2 separate regions of the Dromaius novaehollandiae genome follow, and region 1 is linked to region 2. The links are chromatin contacts, called in public Hi-C maps. All regions are on one chromosome and are shown on one strand. The core of a region is the stretch at or near the end of the contact, and the rest is flanking DNA. Distances in the headings are between cores, read along the strand shown. Region 1 overlaps CFAP54 (cilia and flagella associated protein 54). Region 2 overlaps ELK3 (ETS transcription factor ELK3).

Evidence for each region. A called contact is a pair of places that touch in the nucleus more often than the background predicts.
Region 1: a contact with region 2 is called in a Hi-C map of brain, with 5 times the contacts expected there. The contact joins two enhancer-like sites. A contact is called at or near these places in 2 of 4 Hi-C or Micro-C datasets (brain and liver).

Annotation. Positions count from the first base shown.
Region 1 is chr1:47,888,508-47,894,454 of bDroNov1.hap1, forward strand. It overlaps CFAP54 (cilia and flagella associated protein 54), which reads left to right. Exons shown (of 69, transcript XM_026123229.2): 3 at 3,094-3,240; 4 at 5,348-5,519. Among named protein-coding and RNA genes, the nearest start is that of CFAP54, 11 kb to the left of the region's middle. Within about 2 kb of position 2,379, at least 1 of the 2 cell types and tissues checked has open chromatin away from gene starts, as enhancers often do.
Region 2 is chr1:47,720,840-47,727,503 of bDroNov1.hap1, forward strand. The region is part of intron 1 of ELK3 (ETS transcription factor ELK3); the gene reads left to right. Among named protein-coding and RNA genes, the nearest start is that of ELK3, 10 kb to the left of the region's middle. Within about 2 kb of position 4,207, at least 1 of the 2 cell types and tissues checked has open chromatin away from gene starts, as enhancers often do.

The DNA.
Region 1 (5,947 bases), core at 1,129-3,628, 170 kb after region 2:
GTTCAGCAAACCTGGACAAAGGTTATCATGCAGATGTTACTAAGTCTTATATATCCTTCATTGCATTTGCCCATAACACTTTCACAAAAGTGGCCTGCCTCCTGATTAAAGAACAGCAAGCTGAAGCTGAACTTTAGCAAGACTCAAATAATTACTGGTAGGTTGCAGAAGGTATTTAGAAAAGTCCTTAAAACTAATGCTCTCTTACTTGAAGGTATAGGCTCATGGTATAGCAGTTTAGGAATCTTCCCAGAAATTCTCATGGAAGCTCTCAAATAAAGCATTTGTTAATAGCCCTTTCATTGCCTAAACAATTCCATTCATGTTTTCTTCAGGCTCCTGTTTTCCTCAAGTTTTCATACCTTCTGGGCTGTAGAAATGTCTTTTCATATTAAATGAAGCTTTCCTTGCTTGGGAACTGTGGTCTCACAACATGCTCAGTAAGAAGTTATTTCAAACATACCAAACCGTGGCCTCTGTACTTTACATGGGCTTCCCATAGGATAACTAAAATGTCGTAATTTGGTCCTTATTTTCAAGGTGCTTAATGACATGGCCCTGGAGTGGCTAAAAATAACCTAGAATTCTCAGTAAAGAGTTCTACTTACAACTTGGATCCTCTGGTGTAATGTGGTTTTCTACAGTAAGGGTAAAGTCATCTATGTTGTAGAAGAAGTTGTCTTAGTGGCCGGTGTAAAACTTTGAAATGAACTCTCTTCGGAACTACGGAACTCCCATTTTTAGTGCATGTCCTTGAGTTTCCAAATTTAGTTTTCATCATATCCATTTCTCTTCCTGGAGAAAATACAGAGAGAAAAAACATGTAATAGATGCAAGAGTTTAATGCATCACTGAAAAGGTGAATGTGGAGTAACACCAAGTTCTGTGATAGGCAGGGTGGAGCCTGTGGCATAAATACAACTTTTCTTTGGTCCCGCTGGACTCTATTTGAAAACTGCTGGTGATTATGTTAAGTTTTAATCCTCCTTTATTGTATATAATACTTAAAGATGCATCGTCTGTAGAAGAAAAAATACTGAATATGGATAGTCAACAGGTAAGCACCACATTCCCCTCTACGTCATTAGTTCCTGTCCTTCTGCTATTCCTTTTTTAATGTCTTTTCACTTTAGATTCCTTTCTATTATACATCTGCTATTTATCATTTAGAGCACACCTCAATTCATTATGTCATATATCTGGAAATCAGTTAGCAGCCCATTAGTCATCATACTGATCGGCACTGACTCATTTTGTTTCCTTCCTCTCTGCTTGTATCTGCCTGTTATCTCTGGTCTCATACATATATATTTTAAACTGTTTGGGCATGGGATCAATCTTTTGTTATATATTAGTAACTAGCTTAATGGGATTCTGATCCACGGTTTAGGATTCTAGAGTTACCACAGTCTATGTATTAGATTATACAAGTGACCAACTGCCCGTACATGTCCATGGGAAGTGAAGGTTTCTGGTTGCTCCTTTTACACAGCAGAGAAGGTAGGATCCCTTAAGTAATCTGGATCATGTGAGTTAGACTCTTCAGATGATTAAAAATTCAGGGTAAATGTCACCGTGGTGGTTGGAATTTATACTGAAAACAGTGTATGCAGGGAAATACTTCTGAATTTTCCATGATTAAATATTAAAGTACCATTTTTACAAATATAAATTAGTTGCTTTTAATTTTCTTTGCCCAGAATTTATCATGACTGCTTGGTGTGCATGTGTGTGTGCTAGTAACAACTACTAATAATGTTGAGCTATTAATCACACTGAATTCTAATAGTAATGCTATACATTGTCTTTACTACAACTTAGAAAAGAAATTAGTATATGCAGAGTTGCCAAAAAGACTTTTGGTTGTCAGGCAGAACAGGTTTTCCTGTGTTTATCATATGACCCTTTCATCGTGTGAAACAGCAGATCAGTTCCCAATCAACTGAGTTTTTACTTGTTTCCCTTACAGAGTCAGTTCCGTCTAAGCCCCTCACAAAATTCAATGAAAAATTTTCTCTCTTTCTTTCTTGTGCGTAGCTTTACGTAGTACTCACAGGGCGCTTTCAACTTTCTATGAAAAGGTAGATTGTGTGAAGCATACATGGGAGGGAAATAAGTTCTTTTAAGCAAAGACTAAAGTAATCTACAAGTTAAAGAAAACAAAAAATGCTCCGAGGCTGCATGGGGATGACTGCAGTACAATCTACACATCCCTCTTCCTGTGAGGGAAGGGAAAACAAAACCTTAAAGATACCTACATAAAGCCATGCTGTTTGAATTACCCTGCAGCATAGTTTCCCACAAGTGAAGTTGGTAGAGAAACCTCTAAACAATCTTTGCTGCAGGAAGTGGTGGAGGTGATTCAGTAAGTGGCACTTCGACATCTGAGTCAGCGCTGAACCATAGTCTCGATATGATGTCAGGAAGGACCCGCATGCTGCCGGGGGCTGTATTGTGAATGAGACATAAAGCTCAACATCCTGTTTGTTAACAATTCTTAAAGACCCGGGGCAATTTCCAGCCTATTAATGCTGGCTTTTTGGCTATATGTAAATTCCAGTTGCTGTCATTTGTTTCACTCATTTTTATTACATCTGGTTCTAAAGTGTTTGATTTTCTGATATCTTAAGCTGTTCTGTCTTTCTGCCTAAAAGAAGGGCATTGACATCAGGGAAACAAGGGGGAGAGAAGTGATGATATCGGTATATAGTTAATAAAGTTCTGCATTATGTAGTATTTTTCTCAGAAGTGTCATATCTTTATGTTCCAAAGCTGCAGGACATTCCAGGAACCCTTTGAGTTTATTACATTAACCTGGGATCGTACTTTATGATTGTTCTCTAATATGTCAGATTTATGATTAAAATAAACAGAAACTCCCAGGTCACAAGCTCTTCTTTTAAGTACTCTAACCTTTCAAAAGGTGTGAGGGTTAGCATTAGAAATTATATTGCTGAATGTTTGTATGACACTTCAGTGTTTTATTTCCACTGCTCTTTCACACCGATACTTTTTCCATAAGCATAACAATATTCTATAGAAATAGAAATGTAATATGCAAACTATAAAAATAACATATTCTTCATTCTTCAGGAGTATAAATTGGCACTTTTACAGTGCTATGGAAGATACCTTCAGCAGTTCGTTTCTGTAAACCTCGATGAAATCATCGATGATGTGAATCAATTTAAATCCACCTTTTTCCCAAATGGTTTCAGAGATAAAAATGCAGCACTTATGGTAGGTTCAAATAATTTTTTTGGTCATTTGCAGTTTTTTGGCCACATTTGCAGTTTCAAAACAAGTAGCCTTTATCTTCCACAAATGTACTTCATATTGTTATATTAATTACATATTAACACTTACTAATCTTTAATAGTTTGTCTATGCAGATTACACTGAGATTTAACAGTCATGGATGATTTGAACATCCAGAGTTGGAATGCTTTGAAATAGAGATGGCACAGAGGATATAAATGCTTATGCTTCTGTGGCATAAGCCAACCACTAGTGACTTAATGTTAAAAAGGCAGTTCGCTGTGAACAGGCTGTTCCCTAAATGCCTCCAGCAATTTTTCCTCTGAAATAGTTGCTATTAACCACTGTCAGAATCCAGATATGGGCTAACGTTGATAAGTGTAATTGTTGTAGAAATTTTTATAGAGTGTGATCTGAAAATTAGGCAAAGCACAAGTGAGTTAAAACATTGTACTGTAATTTGTACCATAGATGCGCAAAAATGTAAAAAAAGTTCACGACATAGTAACAAGCTGCGTTGCATTACTGTCAGTAGATCATTTGCTTAATATGAAAATAAAAAAGAGACAGAATGATGAATAGACTTGTAAGTGCTCTAAGTTCTTGGATAGCTGAGTGCCCTCAAGAGGATGTCAGCATCCTTTTGTGTTAATTGCTTATAAAGATAAGAGCTTGCAATTTATCGTTTGTTGTTCATGGAAGAAAGTATTTTAGTAGGTATAGGGGGAGATACTAAAAATATACTGGATTTTATCCTAAGCAGTGCTTTGCTGAGAAGCTCTATTTCAGTGCATAGTGGATACTCTGAAGTAATGTAGGGTATTCTGTGAAATAGAATGACAGAGGGAAACCATAGGCATCTCCTGTATACTGAGCTAATCAAGATCATATTCCTCTAGTCAGACTTAGATTGTAAATAGATGTTTAGGGAGGTGAAAGAAAGAGAAAGCTACTTAAAAACTAAGAGAAGCAGATGTGATGAATGAAGAGATGTTCTGTTTTTATTTTTTATTTTATTTTTTAATTATAGTTGAGCTTCTTAGAAAATGTTCAAATGCTATGTTAATCCTTTCTTTTCATTTTACAAAACCCTTTGTAAATAAGTTTGAAGTTCTGTAGATGGTTTATTCTGTTTTCTATCCTTCTGCATAGACCTTGAAGCAATCATACTGCCAGATGTTATCATGACTCTATACTAAAATGTCTGTTCTATAGCTTGGCCTTTAGACACTGACATATCCTTACATTTTCAGCTATGGAGTCAAGTTTGACCATGATCTTTACAATTTGTGAGGGCAATACTAATGCTTCTTCTAAAAATCAAATTATTATACCTAAACGCTTCATACGTATTTTTTTTGCCAGGTTTCTGTGGCTTACTTTTGTTTGTTAATATAACAGAGTGAAATCGTGGAAGTGGAGTTCCAGGGCATGAAACTTGCAGTTTCAGTGAACTAGTTGCAAAAAATAATATAATTTGAGACATTATCAGGTTAGAAGGCTTCTAAGAGGTTGACAGGTACCGATTGGCCTTGTCACACTTAGCTCATTTCCTCCCCTGTTCAGACGACACTGTACTCCACACAGGGCTGATATTACGTGCAGTTAGGTATTACATGGACACAGAAGAGAAGGGACAATGCAGCTGCAATCCAATAGAAGTGAAAGGCTGTGGATAAGTAGGGGAAAATATTATATCTGTGATACAGATGGGGAAGTGCAGAAGAGTTAAGATTTGCCTTAAATTACAATGGGCATCTACAGAGAAACCAAGAATTAAATCCAGACCACTTGAATATCAGTCTAATGCCTTATTTACACTTTCTCCCTACAATCCTTTCAACAGTCGTAGTGCACTAGGTGCATTCGCATCCTGGGAAACTGTCCCACGTTAATAGTAAATCAACCTCAAATCTAGCACTTTCTCCGTATTTTAATTCTCAGGTCAATGTCACACTGATTTTTCTCTGGCATTCTTGATATTTTCATAGTCACTGTTTTGTTGTACTTTACTGATGCAAAAAGTGATATGTGCATGCACTTTAAAAAATATGTATTCTCATTTTATCTATGTTTGTGTATGTTTTAGTTCCATGCTTTGCAAGAGAGGAATGTTTGCATTTATCAGATGGTTTGTAGCAGTGACAGAAATCTCCAGAATCAAGAGTCCCTGCAGACTTGTTTCAATATCTTGTCCTCATTACGACTCACTATGCAAGTGGCTCTACCTCAGGAGAATTTGTGTTGGCTTATCTACAATGGTATTTCAGGCTTTTCATTTACATTTTCTTTACTAATCAAACCTGTGGGGGAAAATTTTGTACATATAAGAATATGACATATAAGGTCAACCAAAGGGTCATGAATAAATCTCTAGCTACTTTTTAACCACAGTAGGATTTTTTTTAACAGATCGTATTTTGAAATAAGGAAGTTTTATTTTTATATTTCTACATAATGAGCAGCATTTTTCAGATGGACAGCTATAAAAATATTAGCTTTTTTATCATAGCTGTGGTCTGAGTGTACTAATAAAATGAAATCTGACAGGGCATACTGAGGCCATTTTTTGAGTGAATTTTAACTAAGTAAGAAAGCTCGTAAGTTTTTTTGTCAATAAAATGTTTGTGTTATGAAGTAATCGTTTGTGCTAATGAGGATTTTTGTGAAAAGGGAATTGCAGGTCTAA
Region 2 (6,664 bases), core at 2,957-5,456:
TTTATAGACTCAAGTACCACTATTATCTCTGCCTAGCAATTTATAGTAATTCATTAGACGAAGCGATCTTTGAAAAGCACTTAGAAACTTAGAGCAGATTCCTATTTCAGTCGTGGTAGTGGAATCTGGAGAAAGTTGACCGCCTTCAGAGGATTTCTTCCAGGTTACGCTAACGCAGCTGAGATGGCAGTGTGGGTTTAGACTCTAGCTGTAGGGCCTCTCTGAAGCCTGGTGACTCAGAGCAGACTCAGAGCATGTCCCGGCATCCGTGGTTAGCTTAGCAGGCTCCAGCTAAGAGAAACACAGTCACACAGAAAGTGTGACTGCAGCCCTGCTTCACGCCACCAGTCCTGTGCTGAAGCTCTCCGACGCACATGCTTCCAGCATAGAGCTATATCAAGGCGGGGTTGATCCTAGCCTTCCCTGGGAATAGGGTATGATAAAACTGACTGTAGTCTGGTCTAAGCTGAGGAGAGGGGATATAGTCTTTACATTTTATTTAAACATGGAATTTCCTCCAGGAGTCAGTGTACAAATGAAAATAATGTTATGTATCCCCAGCAGCAGAGACACTGGCAAACCAACTGGTGAATTGATGTCATTTCTAAACCTAGGCAGTCCAGGCACTTGTTCCACAGTGGAGTTTGCAGTAATCATTGAAATACCGTCCCCCTATTTGTCTTTTCTTCATAGTTTGCTGCAACCATGGGAATTGGTTTAAGTACACAGGACACAGTACAGGAGAGTAATAACCGGATGTTCTGTTGGCAGAAATCGCCTGTATTTTAGAATACATTCTGTTGGCTGTTTCAGCATTTAATGAATACTGTTAGGGGAAAGGTGTAAGTGTGACCTTCGGGTTCCTATTGGTATATTAGACAAGCGAAAAATGTTAGAAGATAAAACATCAGTTTATTCTTTTAATTAGGTTTCACTCTAGTTTAGCACATGGTAAACTTGCGTAACAGAGCTTTGATTAGCACTCAGAAAGGAGAAGGATCCCAAAGTTTTGAGATAGGACATGTAAGAAAGATTCTTAATTTAGGTTTTTACCATGAGACCATGACACACAGGATTAATACAGCGTGTAAAGTGAAAAGGATGCACCTTGACTAGTGCTATGACTAACTGCTCGTTATTTATGACTAAGGATCATAAAACCTGGCTCCTGCTCCAAGAACTATTACAGTAGTTAACGTCCTGGGAGGGAATGGTCTAGGTAAAATGGTTCTATCTGTATGTAGATTACCATCTGCTCAATTGTGTTACACCATTTTCAGCATAATGCTATGACTGAATCTCCTTGCGATGTGAGAACATACAGGTAAGCTGCTTATGTTATTTAATAGTTTAATGACTCATCTTGCTAATCCAGCAAATTCTGAAAATTCAACGTGCCGAGGAAGGCCAGCTCAGGCTGCCAGTGTAAGCTGCTATCATCTTGCTGTGCTTCAGGTCACACAGAAATTGCCAGCCACCTCAGCTTGCCAAAACAGAACTACCGGAATTGCATTTCCTTTCATTTTTATTCTGTGCCTCTCTATCCACAGTATTATAATGGTCTGCCTGTTTACATAATTTTCTAGTCTAGGAAAAATCAGTCAAGAGGGGAAGATTAGTTTAAAAATCTAAATATGAAATGTATGAAAAGCAGCATTTGATACAGCTGATTGTATTATTACACTGTTTACAGTGCTAGAGCCATTAACATAAGTTACAAAACTGGGAATGTTAATAGTTCAGTTTAAGAAAGGAGTACAGATAAGGAAAAAGTATTCACATTTGGGAGTAATTGCCACTTGATACATGAGAAATGAACTTCTTAGAGTAGCCTCTGTTCCTGAAGACTGTATCCTCTGCCTTCTTGTGTCTTTATCTGGTTTTTGTTTGAATGCATACTTTCCCTGAATTTACAAAGGGGACTGTCCGAGATTTTGCATAGGACAGTCAAATAATTATGAACTGTGTCCTGTTGATACCGGCAAAAATGTAAGAGAAGCTCATATGGGGAAAAGAAACATATAGAGCTGGCTTTGAAACCAGAAGTCGCTCAGATTGCAGCGCAACGTACTGCCTGCGTGCCCCAGATGTGCACCACATGAGCAGACAGACAGCAGGGCAAGGAGTCTGCATTCATTTTACATCTTCCCCAAGGTGAATGGTTGGGGCCATTAGCGATTTATGTAGTTCTGCTGATGGCCAGCTTTAGAAATAGTTGAGCAGGTTGTTTTTCAAGCCTTTTGCGGGGAGGCAACTAGCCATATTCCCTCCTGCTAAGGGCTTTTACTCCGTTATGATTAAGACTGTTTCTTGAACTGCATCCTTACAGAGAAATCTGAAAATACTCATGTTTTAAGGCTGTGTCATCACACCTCTCCTTGGCAGGCGACCTTTCCTTTGTTGTGTTAATTTGTGGGTTGTGGAACTTTCTTCCTCTGGCCATCTGCCTCAGTCTTTCTTTGATTTATTAAAAAAAAAAAAAATTGAAAACATTGTGTTATCAGATATGCCTGCCGGAAGCACTACAGGACGTGTATGAATGCTTTCTTTGCTGCAGTGTAACTTAACGTCGTCACGTAATATTTCACTGGGTTTGCTGCTGCCTCTTTTGTGGTGCAGCAATTGCAGGAGTCTGTTTATTTTTTTAAATGTGCTGAGGCTAGAACAGCGGGTGTTGTTGCTTGAGAAGGTGGCCCTGTAAATTATCACACTTTATTGTAAACAATCTTGTAATAATAATATAAATTTAAGAGAAGACTATTAAGCAGGAGTGGCAGAGCAGGTGTACCTCGTGTGACTCTGTTAAGTACAACGGTCAGCAAAAACCCTCTGTGTTTCTTTGACACATCCTTAAACCACTTTGGATTTGTGTGGCGGTATTACTGTAGTCCCGAAGGCAAATTGGAACTTCTGTGCTGGGCAGTCTTCAACTTTCTCTAATGTTTCCACTGGGTGGTGCTGCAGGAATTCCTATTTTTTTTTTTAACTTGAATCTGCATTTCCCAGAAAGACGCCTCTAAAATATAATAGGAGGAAGTCCTGATTTAGAAAGTTTTTGCAGTTTCAACACAATAGAAAAACTCTGAGGATGCTCTGGCAGGAAATGTCCCAGTTGCTGGATATGGAAAAATTACTAGCGTTCTGTATCATACACACACAGCAAGTTCCCTAAAGTGCTGTGAATGTGGGTTGCACCATTAGTTTGATTTATTGACATTTAACAGAGAAAGTTCTGCATCAAGTTAAAACACGTATATTTACACACTTCCTTGCGAGTTTATTTTTTCAAAGCCAGTTAAATTAGCAGGACGATCTCCTTTGATGAATATTTGACAAAGTTTCTAAATAAACAAATTGATATTTGTTTTTCCTTCTTTCTGGCAGAATCACTAACTTTTCACCAACCACATCCTATTTATCATCCTTGAAGCATCTCTGTTGAGAAATAAAATGTAAGAACTGACGCAGACTTTTGCCTTGTTCTTTTAAATGTTTCTTAGCAAACATTTAGACATTTTCGGCAGTTCTCTTTAACCTCTCCTGATAAACTCCGTGTTATACAGGACAGTTTTCAGTGGAAAGTATTAAGATTTGCTGATTTCTTTGGTTATTTTAGAAAAGTATCTTTTCTCAATCGTCTCACGTTTGCTTCTGGAATTAAGTACAAAATAAATATGCTTCAATTTTGTTAGAAACAAAAATGTAAAATAGAAAAATTGGCGTGGGGCATCTGTAAGCTGTTAGACTTTCTATATGAACATTCACTTTAGAACTTTGTTAAAAAATACATAGCTAAAGCAGCTAGAGATTGCATTATTCCATATTTTTCTCTGAGTATATTTTGTCTTTGATATTTGTCATTACAGAATTGAATTTTTTGGTAATTTCAAAAAACTTTTTTTAAACTCACGTACCTGTTTGTTTTATAAATACTTTTTGCTTTAGAAATGAGTGCAATTTAATGACATCTCAATTTCCAGTTATGAGAAACTGGTTAAAAAAATTATCTAAATAACATAAGTAATGACAGAATAGCTGTATTCTTTCACACGTTAATGCTGGAGTCACCTCAAGGGTTAAAATGAACCTGAGACACTTAGAAAATAAAACCAGAGCTGCTATTACAAACTGGGACAGATGTAGGAGGCCAGGTTTCCTGTGGCCCATTTTCCAGTTTCCTGGCTGCAACCTGCAGAAATAAAGGAAGCCGCATGCTAACGTGAATGAGACCCTAACAATGCCCAACGTCACGCTGCTCCGAAAAACGTGCTGCTCGCCAGCATTCGCATACAAAGGCAGCAAGTGGACGTACAAAAAATATACACACGTTTTCCAGACCAGTTGAAAAGGAGAATAAGGCGTCTGTTACAGAGAGATGTGCTTGCGAATGCACACGCTTTCCTGTGAGAGAAGTGTAAATGGAGGTGTCTGCCTGCTGTGGTGGGGCAAAAGAAAAGGAGCTGAATCTTTTGCAGCTGCTTTGGCTACAAAAGGAATCAATTGTTTTTTCATATGCTCAGTGAAATTAATTCCCCTGCTCTGACTCTGCTTCTTAATCCTTTTCATGTACACGTCTGATCACTCTGGGATTACCTGTAGTGCATGATGCCGGCTAGTGCACTGCCTTCTGTGTCTTGCTCATTTAATTGATCTCCAGCTGATTTTTTCGGCCCCTGGGCTTCCCCAGTAGCCTCTCCTGCTCCTCCGTGCCTCATCTTCCCTGAGTCCCACGGCTAGGTCATGGCTCGGAGTCCCAGGTGTTCCTCTGCCGTCTTTATAAAGTGTAAAGGGGCTGGTTTTGTTTTTAGTCATTGGAGGGATCCCCACTTTTCACCTTCAAAACTTGTCCAGGGTCAGCAATATTTCTATTTCTTTTATAAGAGCTATGGAGGGCCTATGGAGAAAGAATCCCATTACAAAACTTGGTGTATCTGGGCGAAGCGGGTATTTGCAGGTAGATGCAACAGGGTCATCTGAAAGCTAAAGACCTGTGCCAAGGTCTTGAATGCTGCAGAGCTGCTCTCCAGCTTCCTCCGCCACCTTCTGACTTTTCCCACCCGGGAGCTCTACCAAACTCAGTGCCTGAAAGAGGCTCTATTTATCTCTCTTGCAGTTTGTGTCATAAACCTTTCGGGTAATGAGTGTTTTGTTTAGTTAGTTTTGCCTCTGCACCTCCTGGTTTTCTACTGCCTAGTTTTTAAGATGAGTTGCTTATTTGTTTTATTTTGCCCCACAGGTTAATGACTTATTTTTGTAGCCTTAATGCTGCTTGGCTAACACTTTGTTGTATGGGAAGTCATGTATATTGTCTTCATCAAAAAATGGTAATACAGCCCATCAGCACGTGTATGTCTTAACCATTTCTAGTGCAACTTGCATGATGTTTTCGTAAGACTTGCACCTTTTGCTAAAAGTCAGCCTCCATACTCAGAGGCTGCCAGTCTTTGGCATTTGGGCCTGTAGTCACCTCAGCTCAGTGAGGAACTTGGGCCCCCCTTTACAGGAAAGCCAGGTCTTGGATGGGACAGTTTTGCCTTTGGAAGTGCCTGTCCTTTTCTGCCCTTCTCTTCAGGGAGAACTTGCAGTGCTGACTTTGTCGCTGCTCGAAGTTTAGGCGTTTGAGTTGGGCTGTTAGCCTGGATGAAATGAAGAGGGGCAGTATTATGAGCGCAGGTAATCCAAGTCGCCTCCGTCCTATCTCACTCCTGAACTTAAAGTTTGGTGCATGGAAATCACATTGCATTGTATAGATCACCCAGTTAGGGGCACATCTGAACAAATATGAATTGGTAATGCAAATGATGTGTTAGTGTGGTTAACTGTCACCGTTGCCTGAGAAATGGACTGTCAGAAAGCTCCATCCTGAAATATCCTTTTGACATGTAACACTGTATTTCCAAGTATAATTCTTTCTAGCTATGCCAGTAATTATTTGCATCAAAGGTAGTGAGTGGAATTGATCAGGAAGTAAAATTACTAGGCTATTTAAGTCAAATCAACCTAGCAGATTTGTTTCATGGCTTAGAAAATTTTGTTGTGTGTCAAATGCATTGTATAAATGTTTTAAAAATAGTGTGATTGCAAAGCCACATGTGTTAGACCATGAAAAAATTAATTTTGACTCCTTTGTCTATATCCTTTTGATTAGACTTTCCATGACACAATACATATTTCTTCCATAGGTTGCCTGTCTCATTCTGTACCAAGAATGTATGTTACTACCTAATTAAGTGACTTTTAAAAATTATTTTTCTTTCAATCCTTTTTGACATTTTAGAGAATGGGAATAAGGCACAAAGATTAAAGCCAAGTTTATCAGATTCAGGATACTCCATGTGAGATGCCTGAAGCCTAATTGTTTAGAGCATCTAAGATTCTATCTGACCATATGTGTTGAGCATAAAGCTTCCATTAAAGGTTGTTGAGACCGTCATAGTTTAGCAAATCAGACCTGAAGGCCTACTGTTGGGTGCGTAGAGAAAAAGCATGCAATTAATGATCAGCTGAAAATGTAGTTTGCATGATTTGCCTCAATTAGGAACTATACATCTAGTTGCTATATAACCTATATACCAGGCTTTATACAGGATGGCAGATGGGGCGTTAGGACCTAATGCAGCATTGAGCTTTTTTAATTTCATTGCTGTATGGGCAAGCTTGGGTG